2 separate regions of the Mus musculus genome follow, and region 1 is linked to region 2. Evidence: chromatin contacts called from public Hi-C data. All regions are on one chromosome and are shown on one strand. The core of a region is the stretch at or near the end of the contact, and the rest is flanking DNA. Distances in the headings are between cores, read along the strand shown. Region 1 overlaps Lrmda (leucine rich melanocyte differentiation associated). Region 2 overlaps Lrmda (leucine rich melanocyte differentiation associated).

Region 1 (5,029 bases), core at 1,143-3,642, 170 kb after region 2:
TTAAGAGAAATAAAAGCAAGATCAGCCAGCCTGTAATCTTCTTTTCTCTTTTTTTCCTCCCCAAAGCTGCATTAAATTGCCTATTGAGAACAATAACATATTTGTGCTTTTATAGGTAGAATGATTGGTATTATGCAAAGATTTGGCTAACAGTCTGAACGCACATTCACACTGATCAAGACTGCATGCTGTTAATAATTTTCGGGATGCTCAGGGGAACCCATAATTCCCTTGGACTGCAACTTAACAGGTCAATGTGTGCTTTGTAGGAGCACCTACAGAGCCTAAGCCCATAGTTGCCAAGCCATGCCAGCCAATAAGACTCCATGAAACCTGCTCCAAAGAGGGTCTTGAAGTATTAAACATAACTTAAGACCCACTTCTCGCAAACCTTGTTGGGTGAAATGTCTCACCTGAAACAGACCATCAGCTTGAAAAGTAGCACCTGGGAATTTAACCTAGCACCTAAGGTTTATAGAGTTACATCCTGCCTTCCAGCAGGCTTGGGGATGCTGTTATTCTAGGTAAGCATCATAAAGGAAACGAGCATGGTTGCTTACACAGATCTTGATACACACTGCCAGCATTGTGCATAAGACTAAAATCAAGAAACAAGAACAACATGGTATGGTAATTGATGGCTCACAGATCAAATTCGACAGAGAACTGCACAGTTTGTGATAGGAATATGTGGAAGAATACAGAAAAAAAATGAGAAAAGTGTGAGCTAGAAAGTGAAGTTTGAAGTTTTTGATATACAAAAACCATGGAGAGGGCAAGAGAAGAGAATGGAAGGTTGTGTAGTTGGCATGTGGAGAGTGGATAGAAATGAGTTTCCTTGTTAATATCTGTCTTGCTAGAGTTTCATTCTGTGAAAAGACACCATTATCACAGCAACTGGGGCTGGACTACAGTTCAGAGGTTTAGTCCATTAACATGATGGTAGGAAACATGGTGACATGCAGGGAGACACGGTGCTGGAAAAGTAGCTGACAGTTCTACATCCTGATCAGCAGGAAGAGAGTCTGCCATTGGGCTTGCCTTGAGCTTCTGAAACCTCAAAACCCATCCCCAGTGACACACTTCCTCTGACAAGGCCACACCTAAACTAACAAGGCCACATGTCCTAATCCTTTTAAACAACGCCACTCCCTATGAGCCTATGGGGGACCATTTTCATCCAAACCACCACAATATCCCTTAATAGGATCTTAACACTTTTTTAAATGTATAAAAATAAAATAAAACGGTACTTTGGGCTCTTAGTCTGAGTACCACACACATGTCTGTGATCCAAACTTCACAGGTAGGTCAGAATATAATATATATATATATTATATATATATACATAATATAATATAATATATATATATATATATATATATATATATATATATATATATATATATACACAGGTGGGCAAGGATACAGAGCCTGGGAAGTCCCACATCCGACATGCTGCTGACACAGTTACACATACAGGAACAGCAGCTGGAGCCCTGAAAATTCTTTTATTGTAACGCATCAAAATTTCCAAACACAAAGGCAAGAAGAAACCACGTGGAGTAGTTCACCCTCATCTCTAGGAACAAGGAAGGACTGGCCCTCATGCCGGGGAACCAATATCTCCTGTCATTTGTAACATGCCGTTGCCTTATGAGAGGTGACTAAGGCTCATGTCCTCCAAATCATTCTACAAAGATGCCAGGGAGCCCTGGTGAGAGACTCAACTTTCCTAAGTGCTTCTGGGACTCAGAATAGATTGTCAAGGAAGATCTGGCCTAAATTAACTCATTAACAACAGGAAGAGCTTTTAGAGAATTGATTTTTTTAAAACCTATTAAAGATTTCTTTAATTCTATTTGTTTATGGGTGTGTACATGCACTTACAGATGTATATGCCCATGTGTGTGTGTGTGTGTGTGTGTGTGTGTGTGTGTGTGTGTGTGTATGTACATGCTCTTGTGCTATTATCTGGTCCCTCAGAGCTGAAGCTTCAGGTATCTGTGGAGTGTCCGGCTTGATATAAGGGTGCTGGGGCCTAAACTCCAGTCTTCATTATTGCCTAGCCAATGTTCTTAATCCCTGGGTCACCTCTCTAGCCCCCAACAGTGGTTTGGTTTTTAACGGACCCACTACTATAGTCTGCTATTATCAACATATATCTATCTGGCAGATGGTACTGTTGCCACCATGACACAGCTCAAAGTCAGAGAAATGGGGGGACTTGCCCAAGGTCACCTTTAACTGCTGGCAAGGAAGCTGAATAGCAGTCCTTGGATGGAGACTCTCAGCATAGCTCCTCTCGCTCTCTGACACACTTTGGGGACTGAGCGTGGAGTGCCTTTGCACAGGGTCTATAATTAGTTGTCTGGTCCCAGTTGCTAGCAGGGTAAACAACGTCTGATAAACCCACAGCGCTGTAAGTATTTATTACACTGCAACCCAGCTGCCAACTGCCTAACCATTTTAATAAAAAGCTATTTTCTAAGGTTTATGTTTTATTGCGTGTATGACTCCCTTATTGGTTAGCATTTTGGAGTTGTGGAAAAGGTTATGAATTTAGAAACTGGCTGCATTCATATCATATTTAAAACTTAATGCTATTTTATTAAAGACATATGGGCCTCTAAAGTACACATATTAAATGTCATGTAAGAAAAGTAGCAGTTTAAATCATGGTCAAGTTCATTTTTGACGTGACTCCTGAGGCTTCCCAAGATCTGAACTATTTCTTTGTAAATCTGGCAGTTTAACCGCACTCATAAATCACTTTCAAAGTGTATTATTTCTTAATTTTACTGCATTAGAGAGTGTTTGGCCTACACAGTGAACTGTTTGTAGCAGTTATATGAACAAAGTTGCACATTAATCCCACAGAGCTTGGAAGAAGAGGGAGAGGGAGACGCTTTCCTCCCAGGGTCAGTTTTCTTCCCACTGAACATTTCGTTTGTACAAACAGAGTCCCCGCTCTTCCTGTCCCGGCCCTCTCATCTAAGCACAAGTCGCAAGTTGGCCATGGAGCTGTTCTCAATACAAGGAAGAAATGAATCCTTTGTAACTTAATCTTTTCCTAAACAGCCCATGACTAAAAATTAGAATGCATGTAGAAATCTTTTTTTCTTTACACATTATACTGAGCAGATACATTTGGTTTTTTTGTTTGTTTGTTTGTTTTTTTTGTTTTTTTTTTTTTTTAATGTGGCTTTTTGTAATTCAGGACTTGGCTGTTCTGTAATTATCCCAAGATCTGATATCTCCACCTTGGGTTTCAAAGTCCTTCTAAGGATGAGATAATATTCTTTGGACATGGGTAATAAGCCCCCAACGTCACTCCCCGGCCTTTTCTATTCCACTTTGTGGCTGAAGGGAGCCTAATCCCAATGACAGATTCCAGGATCTAAACCTCAGCCTTGACGTCCAGATTCGCCAAGGGAGTTGGAGGGGGATTAGGAGAGTTGAGTCCAAGGTCATCCAAATGAAAGGGCTTAAGGGCTTATTTCTGCATCAGGCGTCCTTCTGCTGAGATGAGGCTGTGAGAAGCCTCCACCACAGCTGTCCTGTCTACCAGGACTGTGTCCTGTTGTCCTCTCAAGTGTATCTGTGACCCTGGACCCTCTTCCTTTGTCTGTTCTACACTAAACCTTGAATGCTTTCTTGGGCCTGGATCCCTCTCTCTACAATTCCTGTGGAATAAATGGCTTTGCTCTGTGTTACAAGACTCCCAAATTCAGGAGCTGAGACCTCCCTGGGAAGAATGTATGGTCTTCTTTTCTCCTTTCATATTCAGCGAATACATGCTTAGTTAAAGCCTTTCAAATTATTGCCTAAAGCATAAATCTTAGAAAACTCAGTGAGGCAGGGTGGGAGAAGAGACTGGGCTCTCTCCATTTGGAGCTGCAATGTGTCCTATTCAAATTTATTTGTTGAAATCTTAAAATCCAACCTAGCCCCCCAGGAGATCATTAAGGTTAAATGAGGCCGTGGTCATGTGGTCTATAAGAACAGAAAAGATATCCTTTTGGTTTTCTCCATACCTAGACCTTAGGAGTAAGAGAGTCAGCTCCTGAACCAAGCCATGCTACTACACCAAGCTTGGAATTCTAGCACTGTGAGAATTCTAGCACAGGTTTATTTGGCCTCTTGAGTTTGAGGCATTTTGTTACAGCATCTGAGCTGACTGATACATGCCCCCAAATCTATTGTAATCCAAAAGTATCTTCTCACTGTCATGTCACAGACTGTTTTAAGATGGTGTGGCTAAGAACATTAGCTGTCAGTCTCTAATGTACCAAAAACAGTCCCAGCGCTATACACAGATTCTATAGCTCTGCCCTCACAACAGACTGTGGAGGACACACTTTAACTCCTGACTTCACAATAGAAAGACAGATAGCAGGAGGTACAGCCTCAGCCTGTATCCCAGCCTTGAGCATAATCCTGAAATATGGAGCATCCCCAATTTCTACAGGGAACAGCAAGTCCAACAGGGGTCCACAAGTGAAGAATGGTAGGTATATTGCAGAGTACAATAGATGTGGTGCAGTTAAATTGTAAACCTATGGAGCCCTCACAAAAAAAGGAACTAGCATGACTGCACTCCGAAAGACCTAACAAGCAGCTGAAAGAGTCAGATGCAGATAGTTGTACCCAACCAATGGACAGAAGCAGCTGACTCCTGTGGTTGAATTGGGGAAAGGCTGAAAGATGCTGAGGAGAGGGATAATCATGTAGGAGGACCAGCAATCTCAATTAATCTGGACCTCCGAGATCTCTCAAATCCTGGACCACCAAACAGGCAGCATACACCAGCTGATATGAGGCCCCCAACACACATACAGTAGAGGACTGCGGGGTCTGTGTTCATTCAGAGATGTTGCACCTAACCCTCAAAAGACTGGAGGCTCCAGGGAGTTTAGAGGTCAGATGGAGTGGGGCGTGGGGAGGAGGTATGGGATATGGAACAGTTGGAGGGTGGACAGGGGCGGGAGGAAATAAAATATGACATGTAAATAAATAAATATTTTTT
Region 2 (5,223 bases), core at 2,311-4,810:
ACATTTAAAGCTAGGCTGTGAGGTGCTATGAGGTTCTGTCGACTCAGTGTGTTGAGTGGGTTTTCTTTTAAACTTGCATTTAACATTTGCAGTGGCTTAAATGGGATGAACTCCATCATGATCCAAGGCATCTGTAACTTTGTGCTCTGCCACTGATAACAGAATAACATGCTAGTAGCACTGTTTCATGTATGTAACACATTGGTCACTTTGGAAAAGAAGATGCCAGATCAGTCATCTATCACCATGATAATGTCTTCACATGAAGGAGCAAAATGCTGCTGTGGTATTAGAAGCTGGGCAACATGGATTTGGATAGACATATTTTGGTGGGCAGGGGGAGGGGAATAAAAGGTAAAAACCCCGATAAATCCCCTAAGACATTTCTACTCTCTTAAGATGGAAAGATTAGATTGCTGTCACTTGATGCATCATCTATATCATGACAATATGGAAGAGTGTGCCCCAGGTGTCTCAGACACATAAACAGGGAATTCTGAACTCCTAACAGCCTTTGAGGGTTGGTTTCCACTGGAGTAGTGAAAACCACTTGGCACAAAGGCACAAAAAGTCTGAGAGCCTGAAGCTCTGTCCAGTTTGACCTTGAATCACCACCTAACCCATCCTCCCTCTGGTCATTCTACAACGTGGTCAAGAAACCTAAATTGAATGTTTGAACCTCTTAGCATCTAGTTTATAGAAGTGATGTTCTCTTCCAACCCTGAGGTCACTCTACTGGTTAATAGATGGGCTGGGTTCACTATTCAGGTTGTCTGAGTTCCAGCCGAGTGTGCTTTCTCCTACCACAGGCTACTCTGTAATGTTCCAGCAACAAATTATCCCTATTAAAATGAGCTGGAAGAGCAGGTCATCTGATGAGCAGTCTCCAGAGGGAAGACCTACATCACTTTATCACCTCCCACACTGCGGTAACTATTGGTGTTTATAAAAGGATGGAGGCCCTGGCATTAGAAAACGTATACCATGGCAAGTCTTTGAGTGAGAGCCAGAAAAAGAATAAAAAGCTCCGAGTGACCCACTGCACTTCTCCACTGCTTCCTCAATTAACTCCAAACAGACTTTGTCTGGGATGGAGTGATTTAGTTTCAAGGCAAGGTCAGTCCCACACACCCAGAATAAAGATTGCCAAATATGCTTATTTGAGCTGAATTACATTTGGTGGTTTAATAATATGAATTTACTGCTTTTTCAATGGGGACTCTAGCACTGGGGAGAACTTTAAAATGCATCACACTTAAAACATAAAATTAAATTCAATTAACTTTTATTGGGAGGCTAATACACTAGTACCCTAGAGGGAGAAACAGCTCTCTTGCTTTCCCCAGATTTTTCAAGCAGGTTTCTGGAAGCCTGGCCAAAGATAGAGGATTGGCTTGTTCCCCAATAAAGAACTTCATTGGTCAGTTTAGCATCTGTGCTGTCTTGATGAAGAAGCCTGGGCTTGAAGGCACCCAGCTAAAAGACTCCAGGGGCACAAAACCTAGAATAACAAATAGGTAGAAAATACCATGGATGGGCCTGGAGAGATAGCTCAGTGGTTCAGGGCACTGGCTGTTCTTGTAGAGGAACTGTCCTTAGGTCCAAGCACCTACCAAGGGCTTACCACCATCTGCCAAAACAGCTCAAGGTATCCAATGCCCTCTTCTGGCTTCCATGGGCACCAGGCACACACATGGTGTACATACATAATGCAAGCAAAACACTCATACACACAAAATAAAAATAAAGAAATCTTTTTGAAAAAAATATCTAGAAAGGATGGGGATTTAAGAAAGAAAACACTTTATAAAAAATATAAGACAAAACGAACATGGGGTAAAGTTCTGTATAAAATTCACCCACTTTCTTGTTGCCAAGACAAAATATAATCTATGAAAACATACATGTATGTATGCATATGTGTATACACATACCACAATTAGCCACACATTAGTATACATCTATTAGAGGTTCTCAGTCCAGGCTTTAATGACCTCCTTACTACATTGAGATATTATAAGTTTTTAGACCATAAGAAATGGAGAGGCATTTCTTCCTTTGTGTCTCATAAATGGCCAGTTCAGACATAAGCAGTCTGGCTTGGGAGAAGCTGAATCCTGAAGAGAATGGCCAACCATATTCCACAGACAGAATGAAATCATTCACTTAATCCCCGAACTCGTATCTAATGGATGTGAGTACATCTTGTGTTTTGTCCTAGGCACTAGAGGTTTGTGAGCAAAATAGGCAGAAATACTACCAGCCTTGCAACTAGTACAGAATTGGGAAAATACAGAAATCAAAAACACCTCCTTCACTATCCTACTAAAATCAGTTACAGACTCAATGTGGAGCCCAGTAAAATGTGCTAGCTCTTGTATAGGTTTTCTGTACACACTGCCATGGCTTCTGTGTCTTAAAAGAGCACAGACTTACTGTTTGAATGTTAGCCATTTGTAAACAGGTCCTGGTAGGTGAAATCAAGCTGCTTCTTTTGGATGCTGTGAGGAGTAGAAATGCTTGGAGTTGCCCCTGCCCTGTCTCTCCTGCATTTCTTTCTTTCCATCATCAAAGTGCACTCCCATCTCAGCCCTCTTCATCGCATCACCTCCTGTCCCTGTGACTTTCTCTGAGTCCCTCTACCCAGTGACTGTGTTTATACCAGGCCCATGTGAACAGCCAGAGCTCTTCGAGCTTTGACTGATGGCCTAGAGGCACAATGCTTTCTTGCTCGTTTCACCATTCCATGGTGAAAGACAACAAAACATTCGAGAATCAAAGATCACAAGAATGTTCAAGGTCTGGGTTTCCAAGAGTAAGTAAGATGATGTACTGGAAATGTGTACTGCTATTATTATACCGTTGTTACAATTATCCAGTGATACAATTATCATAGTTGAGCCCACGTCTTCGACTATACAAACCATTGCAATGTCCAGAACTCTCTTCCCACTACTTAAATTACAATCTACTTTGTAAGTCCCTGCCTTGTTCATTCTCTCTGCCTCCTCAGCTAGGAGTGATGCTGTTTTCTTCCCTTCCAACCTCCAGTAATGTAAGCACCAACCATTTAAGACTATGTTATTATCATTGTCATTATTATTATTAGCCACACACACACACACCCATGTATTGTGAGGAAGGCAGAGATGTTTGTCCTATTGCTTACTTAGCACAGAGATGAGGCCACAGTAGATCATTTTTTTTAGATCACTAAGTGACTAAGTGGACTGGTTCCAGAGTTTAGTCCTCAGGGGTCTGCATGAAAAGCACAGTTCCAATGTCACATTCAAGGGGAGCCAGCTGTGAGCTTCCTCATTCCCCTACTACACTGCACTCTGACTTCCAAAATGAAAGCAATCCCCATCTTTCCCAGACATCATGTACAAGATGATGCCCTCCCAACCAGGATGAGGACGGCTTCTGGCCTCCATCTGTGTGCCAAGTAGCACAAGTGTCTGCTATACACCCTGAGGAAGGCAAACAGGACACAGAATAGAACAAAGAGCTCACACCAGTCAAAGCCAGTTTGAGCCAGTCCGCACTGCTCTGAGAACTCCACCCCCCCTCCCTCCCAGCTGGCAAGAGGACAAGAAGAAGATCACTGACTTCAATCTTTGGCCTCCTAACCACGAAAGGACTTGTGAAGGTGAACGGTTTGCAGACGAAGGGGGATATAAAAGAGACAAAACCAGGATAAAAATTAAATAAAAAGTAGCTGTCTTAAACTGTAATTGCAGTCCTCTGCTGAGCACGCTTGCAGATATATAAATGTGATTTACCATCAGCTTGCAACTACAAATCAGGTCTTGAGAAACACTTGTGCTATGAAATTGTTTAATCTCATCAAGCTCTGCTTTCACAGCAAGCCATAAATCACGGAGTCTTTGTTATCATAGACCTCCACCAGCGCCTCTCTGGCAGGCCATGGATCGTGGGTATATATAATCTTGACTGCACAAACACTGGGGTCGACGCAGGCTGAAATACTTTCATAATAGCCACTGTGCAGCTGCTGGAACACAAGCCCATGATGGATATCTCATTTCCTACAGTCGGCATCTATTTCGAGCAAATTATTACCACATAAATTTCTTGTCAACAGAAACGGCCAATTAATTAAGTTAAAAATTTACTTGTGATCACATCTACAAACCAAATAGAACGGCAAGGCAATTTTCCAGTTACTGAATATACTGCAGGTCAGTTTAATGAATAATTTTTAACTTTGTCATAAACTCAAAGACAGGCTAATATCTCCAGAAAACTGAATGGAGACCAGCTGCCGACAGATTTACACAAAATATATTTATGGGGAATTTGATTGCTGACATCTGGGGACAGAAATAAACTTTCTATAATTACAGAGACATCTTTGCCATATATATGGATTTCTTTCACCCAAAAATGCAAATATGTCCTCAGGAAGGGTATATTTATATGTTCAGGCAGGGCTACAATGGGGTTCGATGGCTTTTGGAGAAATCATTGCATTAAATTTCTTTGCTAGTGATGGGTTCAGTATCATAGGGAGAGACAAAATCATGGGCAAAGACCTGTTTATCACTGACCCACACCTGTCCCAACCCCAAATCAGCTCTCTCTCTCTCTCTCTCTCTCTCTCTCTCTCTCTCTCTCCCCCTCTCTCTCTCTCTCTCTCTCTCTCTCCTTCTCTCTCTCCCTCTCTCTCTCTCTCTCCCTCTCTTCCCCCTCTCTCCCCCCTCTCCCTCCCTCTCTCTCTGAGGTGGTACACCACTTGGCACATGTCCAGCAGTGTAAGCAGCACTCAGAGGCTTTGTCAGGTAAGGCAGACGGACATAGCTTCCCCACAGAGCTGTGATGCCCATGAACCAGATCTGCTTGGAAAATCAGGCCAGCAGAGGGCCCTATAATAATTCCTCGTCCAACCATGTGTCTTTGAACTGAAGGAAAACCATGGTGTGTGTGTGGGGGGGGGGGGGAGGGATGTATGTGTGGGGGGGTGTAGGGGTAATTGTCCAGTTGAGTTATGGGCTATGGGTACAGGGACACATGGCAGATTTGATTACAGATAGGGATTTACTCAGCCAACTACTTGTGAGAGGTAGAATTATGACTTTCATAAGGGCCATCCCCTTACCTGACATGTGGAGAGCATTCAAGGTCTTCCAAATCATTGCTCCTGTCTGTCTCTAACAGGTCCTTTGACCTTGTCTCCAGCCTGCCACTGTTACATGAGATAGT

The links. Hi-C and Micro-C count contacts between places; a contact is called where the count stands out from the background.
Region 1: a Hi-C map of uterus shows a contact between it and region 2, with 8 times the contacts expected there. The contact joins two enhancer-like sites. A contact is called at or near these places in 4 of 484 Hi-C or Micro-C datasets (the Patski cell line, nephron progenitors and uterus), 3 of 115 datasets of contacts at active chromatin or transcription factors (acute myeloid leukemia, bone marrow-derived dendritic cells and vascular smooth muscle cells) and 3 of 9 other capture datasets (adipose tissue, embryonic stem cells and pancreatic islet).

Annotation. Positions count from the first base shown.
Region 1 is chr14:22,607,249-22,612,277 of GRCm38.p6, reverse strand. The region is part of intron 5 of Lrmda (leucine rich melanocyte differentiation associated); the gene reads right to left. Among named protein-coding and RNA genes, the nearest start is that of 4930405A10Rik, 67 kb to the right of the region's middle. Within about 2 kb of position 2,392, at least 15 of the 459 cell types and tissues checked have an H3K27ac peak or open chromatin away from gene starts, as enhancers often do. A contact at or near this core is called in uterus, where this site is marked.
Region 2 is chr14:22,782,163-22,787,385 of GRCm38.p6, reverse strand. All of the region lies in intron 5 of Lrmda (leucine rich melanocyte differentiation associated), which reads right to left. The region is part of intron 1 of Gm30926 (a long non-coding RNA gene); the gene reads left to right. Among named protein-coding and RNA genes, the nearest start is that of Gm30926, 17 kb to the left of the region's middle. Within about 2 kb of position 3,560, at least 60 of the 459 cell types and tissues checked have an H3K27ac peak or open chromatin away from gene starts, as enhancers often do. A contact at or near this core is called in uterus, where this site is marked.